Regions from separate parts of the Mus musculus genome. Here region 2 is linked to region 1. The links are chromatin contacts, called in public promoter capture Hi-C maps. All regions are on one chromosome and are shown on one strand. Each heading gives the region's core, a stretch centred on a gene start, on an enhancer-like site or on the middle of the called end of the contact. The rest is flanking DNA. Distances are from core to core; before and after follow the strand shown.

Evidence for each region. Capture Hi-C pulls out chosen DNA fragments and counts their contacts.
Region 2: a contact with region 1 is called in a promoter capture Hi-C map of adipose tissue. The contact joins two enhancer-like sites. A contact is called at or near these places in 2 of 484 Hi-C or Micro-C datasets (B cells and embryonic fibroblasts), 1 of 115 datasets of contacts at active chromatin or transcription factors (bone marrow-derived macrophages) and 1 of 9 other capture datasets (adipose tissue).

Annotation. Positions count from the first base shown.
Region 1 is chr11:74,799,655-74,802,607 of GRCm38.p6, reverse strand. The region is part of intron 6 of Mettl16 (methyltransferase like 16); the gene reads right to left. Among named protein-coding and RNA genes, the nearest start is that of Mnt, 30 kb to the left of the region's middle. Within about 2 kb of position 1,612, at least 24 of the 459 cell types and tissues checked have an H3K27ac peak or open chromatin away from gene starts, as enhancers often do. A contact at or near this core is called in adipose tissue, where this site is marked.
Region 2 is chr11:75,157,085-75,160,311 of GRCm38.p6, reverse strand. It overlaps Smg6 (Smg-6 homolog, nonsense mediated mRNA decay factor (C. elegans)), which reads right to left. Exons shown (of 19, transcript NM_001002764.2): 17 at 925-1,136; 18 at 406-487. Among named protein-coding and RNA genes, the nearest start is that of Hic1, 12 kb to the left of the region's middle. Within about 2 kb of position 1,816, at least 38 of the 459 cell types and tissues checked have an H3K27ac peak or open chromatin away from gene starts, as enhancers often do. A contact at or near this core is called in adipose tissue, where this site is marked.

The DNA of each region.
Region 1 (2,953 bases), core at 363-2,862:
GGCTATACAGAGAAACCCTGTCTCGAAAAATATCAAAAACAAACAAACAAACAAAAGACAAAGCAGTCAAGATCCGAAAAGCAAATTAAAAAATAAAATTCAAAAAGAAAAGAAATAATATTAGATTAAAAAAAAAAAAAATCAATGAAGCCTGGAGAGATGGCTCAGCAGGTAAAAGCACTAACTGTTCTTCATAAGGTCCTGAGTTCAATTTCCAGCAACCACATGGTAGCTCACAACCATCTGTAATGGGATCCAATGCCCTCTTCTGGTGTGTCTGAAGACAGCTACAGTGTACTCATATACATAAAATAAAAAATTCTTTAAAAAAAGAAAAGAAAAAAAATCAACCAAAAAAAAAAGGATGTATGAAAGAGTTAAGTCATCACAGAATATATAGACATGAAAGGGAAACACAGAAGTGGGGAAGTGGGTGAGAAGCAAGAGAGATTGAGAGTCTAGTTCCGGCTACCCTCCATCTTTCTGTGTAGCCTGGATGACTTTGAACTTCTGACCCTCTGCCTCACCCCCATCTCACCCCAGTGTTAGGATTACAAGCAGGTACCACTATGCTGGGTATGTTCAGTGCTTGTGGGTTGGGACTGAGCCCACAAATTTTTGCATGCCAGACAAACACTCTATCAATTTACCCACATCCCTAGCCTGAATACAATTTTTTTTTTTTTTCGAGACAGGGTTTCTCTGTATAGTCCTGGCTGTCCGGGAACTCACTTTGTAGACCAGGCTGGCCTCAAACTTAGAAATCCACCTGCCTCTGCCTCCCAAATGCTGGGATTAAAGGCGTGCGCCACCAAGCCCGGCACTACAAAAAATATTTAAAAACAACTTTTACTATACAATCTCATAACTAGATACAAATTCTTCAGAAGACACTTCTTAAACTCTAGAAGTAGGTGACTCAAATGGTTCTTGTACCAACTAAAGCCAAGTTTAAACTCAATCTCTTCCCAGCCCAAGTTCTTTTATTAAGTACATTTAAAGAAGAAGTACAGGGCTGGTGAGATGGCTCAGTGGGTAAGAGCACCCAACTGCTCTTCCGAAGGTCCAGAGTTCAAATCCCAGCAACCACATGGTGGCTCACAACCATCTGTAACGAGATCTGACTCCCTCTTCTGGAGTGTCTGAAGACAGGTACAATGTACTTACATATAGTAAATAAATAAATCTTTAAAAAAAAAAAAAGATCCATAAAAAAAAAGAAGAAGATGTACAGGCTGGGTATGGTGCAAAGCTATAAATTACCCCCAGCACTCAGGAAGGGTAGCATCAGAATCAAGTCAGTCTCAATCATAGATTATATGAGTCTGTCTCAAAAAAAGGGGGCACAGGGGAAGGTGCTTGCGTAGCACAAACAAAGCCATGGACAAAATGGTGCATACCTTGGGAGGTAGAGGCAGGAGAATCAGAAATTCAAAGTAATCATCCACTAAATAATGAGTTCAAAAGCTGCCCTGATACTTGAAAATTGTCTCAAAGACACATATAACCACCCCTTTCTAGCTTCATATGTAAACGAGCCTAACCACTAAATGCTGCTATAACCTCAAGAGATACCCTGTGACAACTCATCAAAATGCAAGTGGAACAAAAAGGAACAAAGGAAGCTCTGGCCCCCCGAGAGACCATGAACCCATTACAGCTTTTAATCATGGAGCAGTGCTCTGCTCATTACAGCATTTCCCAATTCCTCTGAGACGCCAAGTTTCAAGAAAAACTATTTTGAAATAATTTCTGGCCGGTTAGAGTTGCAAGATTAATACAAGTGACTCTCCTACACCCTTCACCCAGGTTCACCCACTAACAAGTCCCCATGCTCTGTATCTTTTCTAACCTATTTGGGAGGTGGCTTTGAAACATTGCTGAACTGTACATTTTGGCATGTACAGTTTACAGATAACGGACTTTCCTTTTGGTAACAACACAGAGCAAAGATCAAAACTAGAGAAAATATAATATTCCCATGATATTATGACCTGGCCTGGAATATTACCCCAATCTTCCCTGTATACACACTCCAGTGCGTGGCTGTGCATTTCAGTTGTCTGTCATGTCTCCTTAGTCTCTTTAATCTGAAATGGTTCCTTGATCATGCATTACTTTCATGTCAGGAAGTGAATTAGTTTTGGAGTACCTGTTTTTGTTGTGAGGGAAACACAGGTTCTCCTGTGTCCTTCTAGGGATATCAGACCAGGAGCTCATGGGTGGGGACAGTCCTTGTGGCTTCTGCACTTTAAATTTCCCACTCTTTGAAAGTCAGTACTCTAAGGAGAGATACTATGTAAATACCCTGTTCTTTGCTGTTTTTCAATGCTTAGGATTAAACCTATGTACAAAAGATGCTTCATACTTACTATACCACTGAGCTAGAGTCCCCAGGCAATACCCAGCTCTTCAAATTTCCCAATGTTGGTTTCTCCCAGAGATCAATTATTACTGTGACAACTACAAAACGATGACCTTCCTAGCTTCACTGTTTATGGAGTTATTCATTAGAACATAATTTGGCTTGGATTAGGTCTTATGTCCTTCTAATATATGTCATTTGGGGACATTCATTCTTACTTTGCAAGATATTATAGCCTTGTGTTTATTTTGACCCACTCTGTAATCAATTATTTGAAAAAAATGCTGTCATTTTAAAGACTGACCCATGGAAAAACAGTAAGAAATTTGAAGAACTGTGACTCATTTCAATGGAGAAAGGATAGTTAGAAATTTAAGCCAATTTTTAAACTTAAGTTATAATAAAAAAAGAATGTTACAAGCAAAGGCTTGGAATGAAAATGGCTGAGTGTAACCCCTTAGTGCACATGAGTAGAGTGCTGGAGCAATGGCCTCCAGTCACCAGAGCAGCCGAGATCTGCTTTATCTCAAACTCCATCACTAAGCTGACATCAATTCTAAATTGTCATGGCTAAAAATAAACTCTTAT
Region 2 (3,227 bases), core at 567-3,066, 360 kb before region 1:
AAAAAAAGTGTGCCCACTGCTCAGGGCTGCAGAAAGCTGGACGCAGGAGACCATGGCCTGAACAAGCTATACTGAATCATAAAGACATTCTTGCTGTCAAAGGAACTCACCCAAGAAAGGAAATAGATGCAGACTGAGTGGGAAAGCTTACAGCCTAGAGCAGGGTTTCCTGGGCTAGAGAGGCTCATTCCTAGTTGGCTCTAGATCATATAACATTCTCTAGGGCCAGGGAAGCTTTGATAGTCGGTCTAACCTCTGGGAAGGTGAATAAGATGCTCTCAGGCTTGTATAGGCTTATATAGACTTATCAGGCCAAAGTCAGCAGAGACTCTTCTTAGGGACTGTGGATGGGTAGGAGAAATCAGGGCAGAGGGATGGATGGCTCAAGGAGAGGCCAAGCTGTACCTTTGCTGGTGGGCATGTAATCCTTAGCCTTGTCTTTGCAGTAGTGCAGGCAGCAAGAGAGGATCAGGTCATCGTTGTTACCCTGGAGAAAGACAGTGTGAAAAGCACCACTGGGCAGGAGGGGGCGCCATGCAGAGGCAGAGGTACTTCCAGGGCTATGTCCTAGAGTCCTATTCAGACATGCTTTGGCTCTGCTTGGCTGAGTCTGTCTTCAGTGATTCAAAGAGCAAGGAACTCTCCCCTCCTGGGCCTTGATGTTGGCTACCCTTTAGCTGCCCAGGTTCAAAGGGCTTCTTTTACTTCTTCCTTTTGGGAACACCTTCTCCCCCACCCCACAAGACAGGGTTTCTCTGTGTAGCCCTGGCTGTCCTAGAACTAGCTCTGTAGATCAGGCTAGCCTTGAGCTCACAGAGATCCACCTGCCTCTGCCTCCCATGAGTTCTGGGATTAAAGGTGTGTGCCATCACTACCCAGCTCAGGAACATTTCTAATAATGGACTTCTCTCTGGGGGGTCTCACCAGCTGTCCAGTAATGTCCTCACTTCGGAAGGCGATAGATTCAAGTTCATTGCCACGGCTGGTCAAGGCCCGCAGGCAGGAGTCCCGACTCTCAAATCTCCGTTCGAGGAACTCAATGGATTTTCGGGCCTTTTCTTGCACCACACGGGCATAGCCCCCAGCCCGGTGGTCTGTCTCCTGCCCTTTGGCGAGGCCGTCCAGCTCATTGATCACTGACGGGACAGAGTTTATAATGAGCAATTATGCCTGTCTGCGTCCTCTGCTCTCTGCCCAGTTCCTTTCTCAGGCAACAGAGGCCACCTTCCCATACAAGTTTTCCAATGAATCTGGTAGGATAGATACTTGTGGGTATAAGAGGGGATCTAAGACTTTTGGTGAGCTCTAGCTCCTTTCTGCCTCTTCCTCTGAGCTCCATCTTCCTCCCAGGGGGAATTTATAGGATTATCTGGAGCTGGCATTCCTTATAGTATAGATCAATGAAAACATAGGAGCACAAGGTGAGTGGGGTGCTCTTCTTCAGCTACTCGGGTCTGAGCCGTAGCAGTCTAAAAGGAGGCAGGGTTCTACTGCCCTGTCTGGCAGAGTACAGGGAAGCCACAAGGAAGAAGGACAGCCACACTGAGTTGCAAGGGCCCTGGTATTTCGTAAAACCATAACCTTGGCACACATTACTTCCTTGAATCTACGTGTGTGTGTGTGTGTGTGTGTGTGTGTGCGCGCGCGCGCGCGCGAGCGTGCACGCGCCTGTCTGCTTGTCTATGTGTCTGGGACATGGCTTCATTTTCTGGTGAAGATTCTTTCCAAAATTCCAGCCAAAAGCCTGAGGTCAAGTGGGAAATATGCACTCCTTGGGGGCTTAGAGAGAGTTTGGGGTCTGAGGCCTCTCCTTAGTGCAATGATTCATGGCTTGGGGAGTCGGCATGAGCATGCTGTTCCATGGTGAGCCTGGCACTCATTGTCTGGGTATTCAGAAACATTTTCTGGAAAGGGCCCATATGGGAACACACACACACACACACACACACACACACACACACACACACACACACACGTGCGCATGTGCACACACACACACACACACAGACACACCCCCATGCTTTTAGCACCATGAAGCTGAAAGGTCCAGATAATGTGTAGCAGTTATGGTACAGCAAACAGAACATCAAACAGGAAAAACTGGTATTCTATCCCCAAATCTGCTTTCCTGCTTCCAAACTAAACAGGCTTCAAAGGGGACGCTTGTTTGTGCTTCTGCACCAGGCGGGACTTCTCAATGCTGGGGTCAGACCTAAAGAGCACAGAGCAGGTTAAAGAGCACAAGACACAAGCAGGGAAGGCTTTCCACTTAACCCTTTGTTGTTCTGGCCAGAAAGCAGGAGTCCACCAAGGAAAGTATGAGTGAACAGGAGCTCTGCTTACATCCTTGAAATATAGGGATCTGCCCAGCTGATACAGGGTCAGTGTCTAGTCTGTGTGGCTGCAATGCATCGGTCGGTTGCTAGTACCCTTAGGCTCACTATGTTCTGAAATATATCCTCTAGCATTTATCCCTTTCCTACCAAATCTAAATTTCTTTATCAAACTTAAGCTCTTTAGGGCCAAGGGCCACAGATCTGACTTTTTCCTGTAATTATTAGGAACGAAGAGACTAAGCGCACACGAGGAGCAGGGCAGCGCCGGTGACTGCTAGCATAGGAAGGCAGAAGAGGGATGTTCCCACTCGCAGGTGCCTCCTTGAGACACCAGTGAGCTTTCTCAGTTATACCAAGTGCAGACCAGCTAACAAAAGTGACCAATCGACTTTCTTTTTCCTAACTAAAAACCTCCTAGGAGGAAGGTGCAGTGCTATGGCCTGTAAGTCAGTTCACTCAGAAGGGCAGTGGAAAGCTCAGGGCACTGTGTGGCTCTGGTGCTCGGCCTTATGACAGAAGCTGCTCTTCTTTTGAAGTGGAGCAAACCTTCCCTTAGGTCTAAGGGCCTGGGTTTAAGAGCTTCTGTCCAGGCCACATGGGGAGGGGGAAGGAAGACAGGGAGGGAGGAGGACTGCTTCAGTGCCAACATTCTCAGGTGGTGCTAACGTGTTTCCCACAACCCCCCAGGGTTCTACAGGCTCTGCAGGGGCGGATGTTTCCTGCCCTTTGTTTCCACCCCCATCTGGCACTAAGACACTTGGGACTGGGAGGGAAGGCCCAATGGAACATCTTGGCATGGATGTCAGAGGTGGCCTGTCAGGCAGACTGCCAGTCTAGTGCCTTTTTCAGAGAATAGTGTTCTCGAACTTACTTCAAATGGCTGCTGGCAGA